Linked DNA regions of Oryctolagus cuniculus: region 2 is linked to region 1. The links are chromatin contacts, called in public Micro-C maps. All regions are on one chromosome and are shown on one strand. Each heading gives the region's core, a stretch centred on a gene start, on an enhancer-like site or on the middle of the called end of the contact. The rest is flanking DNA. Distances are from core to core; before and after follow the strand shown. Region 1 holds the start of U2SURP (U2 snRNP associated SURP domain containing). Region 2 holds the start of ATR (ATR serine/threonine kinase).

Region 1 (6,708 bases), core at 1,432-3,931:
TCCACTTCCAATCCAGCTCACTGCTAATGGGAAAAGCAGCAGAGGATGGCCCAAGTTTATGGGCCCGTGCACCATATAGGAGACCGGGAAGAAGCTCCAGGCTCCTGGCTTCTTCTTGGCCCAACCCTGGCTATTGTGGCCATTTTGAGAGTGAACCAACTGATAAAAAGATTTATCTCTTCTCTCCATAACTCTGCCTTTCAAATAAAAATAAAATCTTAAAAAAAAATTACACAGAAAATAAAAGGGTATGGGTGGGTCTCTTCATTAGGGACAACATGACGAAAGTCATTCAACTACACATACATGTCATCTTAAAAGGAAATGTGGTTGTTATCTAATTTCATCTCCTTATAGTTAAGAGCCATGAATGACTTTGCCATGATAAATGGCAAAAACCCTGTATGATGTACATTTTAAAATTAAAATTTCCCAAAAATATGATTGATAAACATTTCTATCCATATCAATGGGATTTCAACTACCAAAGAATTAACACAAAACAGAAGTCCCTGTTCATTTCATCTGTGTTACAGAATATAAGCCCCTTATCTGCTCTCTCCAAAGAACACAAATCAAACCATAGAAATAAAGGTTGGAAATTCCAAATACTACAGTTCTAGCCAAAATAAGTTTATATTCTAATAAATTCCAGCATTGTGTTGGAAATAAGTAAAAGCAACCTGGGTGGTCATTACAATGGCTGAAGACTAAGGATTAAAATATATCCTAACATTTTGAAAAGTAAGTACTTTTTAATTTCCTCCTTTAATCCTTATAATAGTCAGTTAAAAAAAAAAGTGGGAGGGACTACGTCCACACTACAAATGAGGAAAGTGAGGTTCAAGAGTTTAAGCAATATATGCTTTAAGATTATTGCAAACATTAATTACCAAGTCAGGATTTGAATCCAAATCTCTTGGTGGTTATCAAAATCCATCATCTTTCCACTACACTGTGTGGTTTCTATATGAACAGAGAAATCAGAAATCACAGTAACATTATTTGAGTCAAGATTCCTCTTACAGACATGAGTAAGGAATCTGTGAATAGTATCAACAGATGATAACCTAAAGCAGTATAAACTAAAAAGATTAATGGAAGAGCCAATAATTACATGAAGCAGCCACACATTTACAACCATGAAAAGCACTGAAATATTCTCATTGTATCCAAGGCCTCAAATACGGACTATTGCAAATACTTTGAGAGGAAGCACGAATTATTACCAGCATAGCTTTACTAACACTCCCTATGAGTGAGGCTGCTTTTGTCTTGAGTTTCTCCAAGGACAGAGTGTGTAAGATGAGTTTTCCACCTATTCATCTACACCCCTCCCCCAAAAGGAAGGAAAGAAAAACTGATAGGGAATAAAGATGTAAAGCAGCTAAAAGTGGTTTAATTTCTAAGTAACTAAAGGATGTTTGGTAACTGCAAAGTACTTAGTGAATTCACCAAACGGCATACAGATTGCTATTTAACAGAAAATGTTTCTCATTACAAACTGTAAGCCTAAGGCTCTCCCCTTAAACCGTCAACATAAGTTTTTAACAGAGGACTTGAGGTCATATACGCTTTTAACATCTCAGACAAAATTTCTTCTACCAGCATCTGAAAGATTAACAACTACTTCACGGAAGTACCTCTTACTTTTAAGATAAGAAGCCCAAAGCAAAAACAAAACAAAACCTATTAAGTGGCCCGCCCCAGATGGCCCACGTAAGACCTGATGCTAACCAGAACCTAAACTATTCAACACTCGGCCGGTTTCACAATCCGTGCACTCGGCTCCCCCTGTAAACTCCAGTGTAATTTACTGGTCTCAGCTTCCAAGTCAACGCAAATTCTTTCGCTGGAGCAACACACAACATGGAGGTGAAGGAGACCCCAGTCTTCGACGCCCGAAAGAAGGGCTTGTTTCTACTTCCCCTAAAGTGAGGGAGTGACCACGTGTAGAGTGTGGCACTAACCTTGGGAGGCAGCTCCGCACAGCAGAGCCGCTCCCGCCTCTGCACTTCCCACCCCGTGCCCTTCCTCTACTGGTCCCTCCTCTCTTAAGCTGCGACCCTAGAAATGATTTATGCCCCGGCAGGCGTGAAATTCAGGAAGGCCGGAAGCGAGTGAAATCTAAAACCGAAGAACCGAGGAAAAAAGAAACAGTTAAGCCACGGGAAGCGATTCCCGCCTCTCCTAGGCGCTGTGCGGCGGCCTCCGAGCCCAGCGAGCGGGGATCCGGGGACGCGTTTACAGGGCTTCAGACCTCAATCTGAATTCCTGACTTCACTCCAATGCCAAGCGCGGGCCGAACTACCCACGCCAGCACCTCCTGGACACGCCAGTCTCGAGCCGAATCCAGCCTGGGACTAAGGGGCGATACCAGGCCTCTCAACCTGCGCACCACGGGTGCGGCGAGGCCGGGCCTACTGACGCAACCAGAACTCGGACCCCAACCCCAGTGACCGCCCGTGGGCCAGAAGCCCCTGCAGGCCCCAGAACGCAGCGACAGACCCACTGACTTGCGAAGTCCTCTAAGAAATTACCTTTGAACTGGCCTTCTGAGATCCGCCTGGCGTTTTGTCCGCCATCTTGAGCTTTGCCCCTCCTTCGGCGGCGGCAGCAGCACGAACAAGTCGAGCGCCGAAAAAGCCGATTTCAGCGAAGCCCGCCAGAGGCGCTTGCAAGGCTGAATAGCCGACTGCCGAGATAGTGAACTCAGGCCGAGTCGTGCCACGTGACTTCCGGTGTCAGTTAACATTCCTCCGCTACCCCGCGTACTCACTCGGCTGGTGTTTTGGGGAGTCTGGCTTCTTGGTGGCGTTTTGGGGTCCGGGAATTTGGAGACTCTTGTTGCCCTCACTTTGAGGGCAGGCTGATACTTCACAGTCTTTTCCGTGCCCCAAGGCTTGAAGGATGGGAGCCAGTTGTATTTCCTGGGCGGGAAGAGGACCGCGCTTAAACAGCGCGCTGGCCATCTGAGGGAGGAGCCTTTGCTTCCATTCGGAAAATAGGTCGGAGCCGAGTAGGGGTCAGGCGCGGGGTCGGCAGAGACGCTGTTGGCGCGCACGGTGATGGGAAAGGCAGAGCCTTGGTCTGCCGGCGTTGAGGTGGTGAATACCGAGATAAGGGTTGTGCCTGGGGGGCCGGGAGGAACGTTACCTCCGATCCCAGGGAGATCCGCTAGAAACGGGCGTCTGCAGAATGAGCCCGTTGCAGACAGGAGGGAATGCGGGAAAGTCGTGAACACTCCGCGGCTGGCCTCCGTGTAAGTTGTGTGTCGTTTTTTAAAATGGCGCTTTAAGCGTTAGCATCCTTTTTTCACTTTCAGTCACACAGCGGAGGGGCTGCCATAAGCCATTCTTGTACTTAATACTTTTTTACGAAGTTCTTAGATCGGGAAAGCTTGCTTGCCGAGGCCACGCGGGACACGAGCCAGGCGAAGCAAGCGGGAAAAGGCACTACAGGCGGCGCGGATGGCTGAAGTGGCAGCTCTGTGGCGTGAGTGTGAGTCCCGACAGCCCGCGGTGCAGGTCCCCGCAGGCGTGGAGGGGAGAAAGTTCACATGGGGCCTTGAGGTAGCCGGTGTACTGAGAATGTGGCCGTCAGCAGGGCAGGTAGGGCCGCTTGGTGTTTAGGATTATAGGGTTCAAAGAAGCAAGGAGGCGCCTGGTTAAAGCAGGAAAGGCTTCCATTAAGGATAGGGCAGCATGCCGGGGAAAGTAGGATTCGCACTGGACAGCAAGCCGGGGTCTGAGACTGCCCACCACGCAGAGGGCAACAGTCTGGGAATCTGAGACTGCCCACCACGCAGAGGGCAACAGTCTGTTTATATTGCTGACTCTTGGCAGGGGGACATTCCCCCACAAGGAGGGTCGGAACAGGGAGAAGACCCCCTTGACAGGTGTTTAATGAAGTCAACAGTTTATGTTCTTATCAGCTTGGGATGTCCCAGCCAGCAGAATCTTAGGCCATATAAAATTCCTTCTTGGCGTCTCAAGGATCATGCTTATTTGGGGCTCACTTTACCAGGTGTTAACTGTTTGTATCCCAACAGCCGAGCAAGCCCTAACAGGGCTTTGGTCATAATTTATTTTACAAGATTGCCCTGGCCGGCACTCTGTGGCACAGCAGGTTAAGATCCCAGCCTGCAGAGACTGTATCCCATATGGGTGCCAGTTCCTCTACTTCTGATCCAGCATCCTGCTAGTGCGCCTGGAAAAGCAGCAGAGGATGGCCCAAGTCCTTGGGTCCCTGCACCCATGTGGTAGATCCAGGGGAGGCTCCTGGCACCTGGTCTCAGATCAGCTCAGCTTTGGCTGTTGTGGTCATTTCCAGCCGATGGAAGATCTCTCTCTCTCTCCCTCCCCCCCCCCTTTCTGCTTCTGTAACTCTGTCTTTCAAATAAATAATCTAAAAAAAATTGCCCTGGGGGTTGGAAGTGGAATCGGACAAGATCCCCTAAATATTACACTGAAATGTGGCCCTTTAAAATTCCATAGAATTGCTATCTGGGATGCCACATGTACTACCAGAATTTGGGGTGCCATATGATTTCATCACGGGCTTATAACTAAATCCCCAATATTAATAAGCCCAAGAGGGTTCTTGCCTAATATTTAGAGAAGAATTCTAAATACCGGCACAGGTAAACGAGGCAGCATGGTATGTTTTAAGCTTTTATTTAGTGCAAGAGGCATCTAGGAAAGTGAAGGCTTTAGTTCAGATAGGAGAGAGGGGAAAGTCTGGAAACTAGGGTAGCGTCCATACCACTCAGAGAGCAGGCCAAAGCCACGTGCAGCAAGCACCTTGAGCTGCTATCCACCGCTTATCACCGGCAGCACCGCAGAGGCAGAGAGCCTTTTGCGACACTCACTGTCTATATACATTTTCCACAGGGGCGTGGCTTGTGGCCAGGTGGGCGCTCAGGTATGGTCAGGTAGAGCCTGATGTCACATGGGGGCGTAGTGGGGGTATCTGGTAGAGTGTTAGGTCACACAGAGGGAAGGCGAAGGTATCAGGTTGGGCGTGAAGTCACACAGGGGCGTGGCGAAGGCGTGGTCTTCCAGCTCACAAATCTAACCAATTTTAGCCTGCATGCCTGCCTGCTTCATTCCCCCCTCAGAGACTCCAGACCTTAATCTTAAGGGGATGTTGATGCGCATCGAGTCACCATCTTCTGTAGCTACTTCCTGCTTATTAGGGGCGTAGACCCTGCCTGTTTTCGGTCCGGAAGTCTCTGCCTATCTCATCTAATGAGTTAGCTTCATGAGCTGGGGCTCTTTCAGTCACCGCCATCCTGCATGTCCTTATTCTCAGAAGCTGTTGGGTTCTGAAACATATAAGTTTGTCATTCACCATGAGAAGATTGGAATAGCCCCAAGTGCTACTGGTGTGCCCCTTAAGATAGAAAAAACGTCTAGCCATCTCCCAGACAGTAGGTGGTGGGAGATTTCCGCTATGCAAACTATAAAACCATTTAGCTTGAGCATAGAGGGCTTTGATGTCCTTTTCTGAGAACATACTATTATTTGAGTAAAGGCGGCAGATCCCCGTGAGCACTGCACACATGCCCCCTTGTTCTGTTAACATGAACTCTAAGACCTGTCTATCGTCCATAACTACCCTGGACAGGGAGTGTACCGAAATCAGAGCCTGCTGCAGAAGCCGTCCTGAAGTGTAGGCCAGATTACCCACAGCTAAGGTCAGGTTCTTAAAGTCGGTTCTGAAAAACTCTTCTGGGCTGTCGTTCTTTGTCACTGAGGAACCCACCAAGGAGTCCTTCTGCCAATAATAGCACCCAGAAAGGACCAAGAGAGATATGTACATCAGGTGGGCACTGAATTGCAGCATTTTGTTGTGGCTAGAACAAGAGTTCTACTTATTTTTCTGCCTTTTGAAGAGGTATTTTAGATCTTCAATTGGCTCACAGGAATAAGCTGATGTATCTGTTGGATCCACCTGTGGAAACTCAAGAGGTAGAGGTTTAATCCTTGACAAATGTACCCAGCTTGGGACTCCCTGTAATTTTACTGACGTAGGAGTGCTCAATAGTACTCGGCAGGGCCCCTTCCACTGGGGCTGTAACTGGTCTGAGGGAGACCCTTCCTTCCAGGTCTTTAATAAGGCCAAGTCCCCTGGGGAGACAGGCTGCTCATGAGCCTCGGGGTCTGGTGCCAGAAGGACCTTGTTGCCATACTGTACTAGAGCCTTCTGTATCTGGCCTAAGTTGATAATGTACTTTATTTGACCTTGCCCAAGAGCAGAAGGTGAGGGGTTGTAGACCCTCTCTTCCTAATTCATTTGTGCAAAATATTTTTGAGGTTTGTTTTGTGTGTTTCTGGGAGTTTGTGGCCCTTCCTCCATTTATGTAGTTGAAAGTGAAAACAGTGCTAACGTATAAAATATAATTTTTAAATGGCATATCATTTATGTGTGTGCTATATTTAGAAAGCCATTTATATGAGTATTTATGATTTTTTTCTCATTCCCTCTGGTCTCTACAAAAGTATGTCCCAAGTGTTGCGTGAGACTTATAGAGGCAGAGAAAAACACACCGTGTTCGCATGGTTTAAAACTTAATGAGGACTGGGGGAGACAAGCAAGGAAGCAGTGAACTAACACTATGCATAATTAAACTGATGCTGTAAGGATCGATAGCAGAGAGGACTCTGGGAGGAGTAATTAATCCTGGGAGCAGGAGCAGAGTGAAGA
Region 2 (6,708 bases), core at 1,525-4,024, 480 kb after region 1:
GTGTTCCTGGCTCCCAGCTTCAGCCCTAGCCCAGTCCTGGCTGTTGAAGGCATTTGGGGAGTGAACTGGTGAATAGTAATGTTCCGTCTTCATCCATCTGTGTCTCTACCTCTCAAGTAGTAGATAATTTTTAAAATGCAGATTATTGTATATACCAGGGAGCCATTTGTTGAAGTCCATTTAAACGTAGAAAACAGAGGCCGGCATTGTGGTTAAACTGCTGCTTGTAACACTGGCAATCCATATGGGCACAAGTTTGAATCCAGGTGTTCTACTTCTGGTACAGCTCCCTACTAATGCACCTGGGAAAACAGGTGGAAGTTTGTGGAAGATGGCCCTACTACTTGGGCCCTTGCACTTATGGGAGAGACCCAGATGGGGTTCCATGCTTCTGATTTTAGCCTGGCCCAGCTCTGGCTCTTGCAGCCATTTGGAAAGTGAACCAACAAATGGAAGTTCTTTCTCTCTCTCTCTCTTTCCATTTCTCTCTGTAATTCTGCCTTTCAAATAAATAAATCTTTAAAAAATACAAAGTAACTAATTTTTCTGTATTAATATATACTTTGAGATGTATTATACAGTAAAAATCCTGATATAATACCACAAATGGAGCAAAGACAAATCCAATGCTTTAGGATGCAATTTGCACCTATAGCTAGCCAGGAATTTGGGCATCTTGCTGAGAAGCCAGGCTGTTGGTCTCAACTGGATTCTAGTGCCATCTGGTGGTCACTGTCTAGTAGTTCCATTGTCAGTGAGCACTTTTTTTTTTTTTTTTTTTTTTTTTTTTTTTAAGATTTATCTGTTTATTTGAAAGGCAGAGTTAGAGAGGGGTAGGGAGGGGGGAGAGGGGAGGGGGAGGGAGAGATCTTGCATCCACTAGTTAACTCCCCAAATGGCTGCAACAGTCAGGGCTACACCAGGCTGAAGCCTAGTGGCTGCAGCTTGTAGCTTCTTCTGAGTCTCTCCCACGTGGGTCCAGGGGCCCAACAACTTGGCCATCTTCCACTTGTTTCCCAGGGGCAGTGTCAGGGAGCTGGATTGGAAGTGGGAGTTAGGACATGAACCAGCACCCATGTGGAATGCTGAGCAGCTCAACTCACTATGCTACAACACCAGCCTAAGGGAAAATTCTATACGTAGGTGGCTCACTGGAATTATTAGTTAGTGACCTTTTGTGGACTTGATCTGGGACACTGGCTGTAGGAAATACTAGGGGCACTACAATTCAGCCACATTAAATTCTCTATCTGCTTCACTGTCTCGTCCATGTTCCATCACCACAAACGATAAAAGGGGACTAGGAGAAATGCAGGAACCAACATCTGTATTATGTCCGCATTTACATTATTATGACTTATGAATATTAGAATGAGGTGCTGAAAATACAGTTAATAAAAAATATTCACAATATATGGATCTGACACTGGACCACTTAATTATATGAAGCAACCATTATAAGATCTAATAAGAGAAACAGACTCTAATATAATGACTGTTGGGAATTCACCCCATTTTCATCAATGGGCAGACCATCTAGACAAAAAAAAAAAACGAAGCTAAACTACACTGTAAGGCTGGCGCTGTGGCACAGTGGGTAAAACTGTCACCTGCAGCACCAGCATCCCTTGTGGGCGCTGGTTTGAGTCCTGACTGCTCCACTTTTGATCTAGCTCTCTGCTATGGTCTGCGAAAGCCGTAGAAGATGGCCCAAGTCCTCAAGGCCCTGCACCCACGTGGGAGACCTGGAAGAAGTTCCTGGCGTCAGATCAGCTCAGCTCTGGCCATTGTGGCCATTTGGGGAGTGAACCACCCAGCAGATGGAAGACTTCTCTTTCTCTCTCTCTCTTTCTGCCTCTGCCTCTCTGTAACTCTACCTTTCAAATAAACCTTTTTTAAAAAATGCAAGGAATCGGCCGGCGCCGCGGCTCACTCGGCTAATCCTCCGCCTTGCGGCACCGGCACACCGGGTTCTAGTCCCGGTCGGGGCACCGGATTCTGTCCCGGTTGCCCCTCTTCCAGGCCAGCGCTCTGCTGTGGCCAGGGAGTGCAGTGGAGGATGGCCCAGGTGCTTGGGCCCTGCACCCCATGGGAGACCAGGAAAAGCACCTGGCTCCTGGCTCCTGCCATCGGATCAGCGTGGTGCGCCGGCCGTGGCGGCCATTGGAGGGTGAACCAACGGCAAAGGAAGACCTTTCTCTCTGTCTCTCTCTTTCTCTCACTGTCCACTCTGTCAAAAAAAAAAAAAAAAAAAAAAAAAAACCTGAACCATGAGGACATAGAGAACTGACCAGAGGGGCAGGCATTTGGCACTGTAGTTATGACACTGTTGGGATGCCTGCATGGGTTCAAGTCCCAGCTGCGCTCCCTATTCCAGCTTCCTGCTAATGTGCATCCCGAGAGGAAACAGGTGATGGGTCAAGCAGCTGAGTACCTTTCACCTGGAAGACCCAGAGTCAACTCTGGCTCCTGGCTTAAGCCTGGCTGTTAGGGAGTGAGACAGCGGTACATTCAACCCAACTTCCATTTTAAATATTACAGGCTGCTAGGATCTTCAAGTTGAAAAAACTGCACAAAAAACCACAAGACATTCACCTTTTGCCCTGTTACCTCTCGAAGGAGGCAAAGAGTGGTAGGAAAATGAGCAACGTTTAAAACGTGAGGAAATCTGGGCTCTGGCCTTGGCACTGACTCGCGGAATTCAGGGATTCTGGGCTGGGGCAGTCAAGTTCCTCTCCTCCTCAGATCCGATGATCTTGCGTCTCTGAAAGTTCAGCTGCCGAGCGCCCCCTCTCAAACCCCAGTTTTACCGCGAGCGTCGCCCGCGCACAGCGGCGAGCGCCATCAGGACCCGCCCCGGGCAACTCGAGCTCCGCGCGCTCCGCCCGCTTCCCCGCCCCCTGACGGCCTCGCGGCTTCCCCTGGGTCCTACGCGCCCCGGCAGGGGGCGTGGCGAGCTGCTCCAGCCGCGGCTTCCGGGAGCAGTTTTGGACCCTGCGAGGCTCCGTCGGGCGCCGCGCCTCTCCACCCGGGATAGCGGTGGCGAAGCGGGGAACTCGAGTTGGCGTGGTTGGCGAGGACCTCGCAACCTCAGCATGGGCGAGCATGGCCTGGAACTGGCCTCCATGATCCCCGCCCTGCGGGAGCTGGGCAGGTAGGGCCAGACCCCGCAGTCCTGGGTGTTGCGTCTTTCTCCGCCCGGCCGGGCCGGCGGCTCTTCCCTGGCGCGCGCTGGCTCCGATCCTCGCATTCCCCGCGGTCCTTACGGGGAGATGCTGTGTGTGCTGGGTGTTTCGCCGTCGGAGTGGCGGTTGATCAGAAGCGGGGGCGTCGTCAGCGATCTGTCGATCCGAGGGGAGGGGGCATCTGCTGGCGCCGCTTTACCTCAGGGTTACCCGGGAGCTCGCCCGGATCTAGAGGCTTACATTCTGGCCTTGGAGGACAGAGTCCCGTCTGATCTCTTTCTAGTCATTTTTCTACACTCTTTTTTTAAAGATTTTATTTTTATTTATTTGAAGTACAGAGTTATATATATAGAGAGAGCTTCCATCCGCTGGTTCACCCCCCAAGTGGCCACAACGGCCGGAGCTGAGCCGATTGGAAGCCTGGAATCAGGCCCAAGTGCTGGGGCCCAGGCTCTTGGGCCATCTTCTGCTTTCCCAGGCCATAGCAGAGAGCTGGATCGGAAGAGGAGCAGCCGGGACTAGAACCGGCACCCATAAGGGATGCTGGCTCTTCAGGCTTTGGTTTTAACCGCTGCACCACAGCGCCGGCCCCTCTACACTCATTGGCTTCCTGAAGACTTCTCTCCTTAGATGAGTGACATGAACCCATCAACCCCCTCCAGGCTCCTATTCTTTATGATCGCTCTTGGAGGAACTAGTTTACGTGTTGTCCCCAAACTGCCCTTAGAAGAAAAATAACCTCTCTGGTTTTCTGCACAGAGGTCAGTTGCTGGACAAGGCAGCTGGTTTCTTTCTTTTGAGGGACATCATAGTCCATTCTGAAGATATGACCCTGTGCGTATGGATGGCGGATACCTGGCCCGTTAGTTTAGTGAGAAATCCAAGGGATTGGCCACAGGGTCCACAAAAATGTACAAAAGTGTTGCCAAAGCTTGAAGATAACTTAATATTACTTCATGTGCAAGTGCTTGTTTTCTGTAAACCCCAAGAGTAAAGTTTTGAACGCCAGTATGTTAGGGAGAGAGGGGAAGAGTGTTGATGGTTGCTACCCCTTCTCAGCACACACAGGGTAACTACATCCATATCTGTGTCTATGTCTATGTCCATATAAGTGTATACTAGTAGTTTCACTGGATGTCCTGTGTCCTATACAAATTCTTTGCTTATCATATATAAAATATATGTTAGGTTCCCTACTCACCTTTCGTACTAGGAAATGCAAATTAACATATCCCAAGTAGTAGAACTCCTGGTTAAACTCTTCCTTCTCCCATGTTATTGTAAATGTACCATCCAGAAGCTTGGGAGTCTTCCTTGCTTCTCCTATCCCTTGATAATCCACAAGCTAATTCTGTCAATCATATTTTTGAAAAACATCTAGAATCTGACACTTCTCACCATCTCCGCTGCTACCACCATAATTTCTATTCTAGACCATTATGGTAACCTCTCAAGTGAACTCTCATTTCCACTTTTCCTCACTTAATAATGGATTTCCCACTCAGCAGTCAATAAGTGATTTCACAACTGTTGATCATATTGTAAATTATATAACAGTATAGCCCTGCACAAAGCTTTCCTTTGGCCTTCCACATTTATTATAAAATCCAGACTCTCACCAAGCCTCTAAGGACCTATCTGGTCTCAACTTGTTTCTCATCTCATCCTCTTCTGTCTTTGTCTTGTTTATTTCAGTGACATTGACCTGGTTTCTCCATGGCACCAAGATCATTCCTGCCTTTAAGGCTTTGCATTTATTGTTCATTCCATCAGAACTGACTGGTTCCTTTCATAAGTCATTTCAGAAGGTCTGATCTTCCTGTTTAAAACTTGCTGTCTTAAGATACATTGATATGGTGGGGCCGCATTGTGGTGCAAATGGTTAAACTCGCATTTGTGATGTCTGCATCCCATATCAGAGTGCTGGCTAGAGTGCTACTCTGCTTTCTTTCTTTTTTTTTTTTTAAGATTTATTTTTTATTTATTTGAAAGACAGAGTTACAGAGAGAGGTAGAGACAGAGAGAGAGATCTTCCATCTGCTGGTTCACTCCCCACATGGCTGCAACGGCTGGAGATGCACTGATCCGAAGCCAGGAGCCAGGAGCTTCCTTCAGGTCTCCCACGTGGGTGCAGGGGCCCAAGGACTTGGGCCATCTTCCACTGCTTTCCCAGGCCATAGCAGAGAGCTGGATTGGAAGAGGAGCAGCTGGAACTAGAACTGGCGCCCATATGGGATGCTGGCGTTTCAGGCCAGTGATTTAACCCGCGGCACCACAGTGCCAGCCCCCTGCTCTGCTTTCAGTACAGTTTCTTGCTAATGCATCTGGGAAGACAGTGGAAGATGGCCCAAGTACTGGGAACCCAGCCACCCATATGTGAGACCCAGGAGAAGCTCCTGGCTCCTGACTTTGCACAGGCCCAGACTTTTGTGGCCATTTGGGGAGTGAACCAGCAGATGGAATATCTATCACTCTGCCTTTCAAATAAATAGTTTTTTTTGAAAGGTATGTTCAGATGGTGATCATTGCTATTAAGATATTAATAGTAGCCACTACAGGAGATTTAGATGGTGAAAAGAAGCCAGTCATGTGAAGCTGGGAAGGTAATATCTGAGATGGAATAGGAAGATACAGAAATCCAGAGAATTAGCCTATTTTTAAATTAAAAAAAAATTTACTTGAGCAGCAGCAGAGAAGAGAGAGCACTCCCGTTTGTGGGTTCACTCCTGAAATGCCTGCAATGGCCAGGAAGGGGCTGGGCCAAAGCTGGAGGCTGGGAACTTAATCCAGGTCTCCCACTCGAATGGCATTAAATCTGGGTACTCCAGTGTGGGATGTGGGCTTCATAACCAGTATCTTAATTACAAGACAAAACACCTGCCCCAAGTTACTTTTTAAAGAATAGGAAGAGGGACTGGCGCTGTGGCACAGCGGGTTAAAACCCTGGCCTGAAGTGCCAGCATCCCGTATGGGCACCGGTTATAGTCCTGGCTGCTCCTCTTCCAGTCCAGCTCTCTGCTATGGCTTGGGAAAGCAGTGGAGGATGGCCCAAGTCCTTGGGCCCCTGCACCCACATGGGAGACCTGGAGAAAGCTCCTGGCCCCTGGCTTCGGATTGGTGCATCTCTAGCCGTTGCAGCCATGTGGGGAGTGAACCAGCAGATGGAAGACCTCTCTCTGTCTCTACCTCTCTCTGTAACTCTGTGTTTCAAATAAATAAAATAAATATTTTTTTAAAAAATAGGAAGAAGCTGAGCATAGGAAACAAATGTAATTTTATGAATTAAGCATGGAAAAGTAGGCAGGGGCCAAAACTTTCAGCACCTGATAGGCAAGAATAAGATGTTAGATTTGATTCTAAATGTAATGGGACACCATTAGAATGTTTTAAATAGGAAAATGGCAATTGAATTTATGTTTTAAAACATGGTTATTCTGGGCTGGCGCCGCGGCTCACTAGGCTAATCCTCCGCCTTGCGGTGCCGGCACACCGGGTTCTAGTCCTGGCACACCGGGTTCTAGTC

The links. Hi-C and Micro-C count contacts between places; a contact is called where the count stands out from the background.
Region 2: a Micro-C map of ear pinna shows a contact between it and region 1, with 6 times the contacts expected there. The contact joins the promoter of ATR here to the promoter of U2SURP in region 1. A contact is called at or near these places in 5 of 6 Hi-C or Micro-C datasets (ear pinna, embryonic fibroblasts, psoas muscle and 2 more).

The regions. Positions count from the first base shown.
Region 1 is chr4:138,833,670-138,840,377 of mOryCun1.1, forward strand. It overlaps U2SURP (U2 snRNP associated SURP domain containing), which reads right to left and starts at 2,682. Exons shown (of 28, transcript XM_051818666.2): 1 at 2,541-2,682. The coding sequence starts at 2,585.
Region 2 is chr4:139,312,973-139,319,680 of mOryCun1.1, forward strand. It overlaps ATR (ATR serine/threonine kinase), which reads left to right and starts at 2,775. Exons shown (of 47, transcript XM_051859026.2): 1 at 2,775-3,154. The coding sequence starts at 3,096.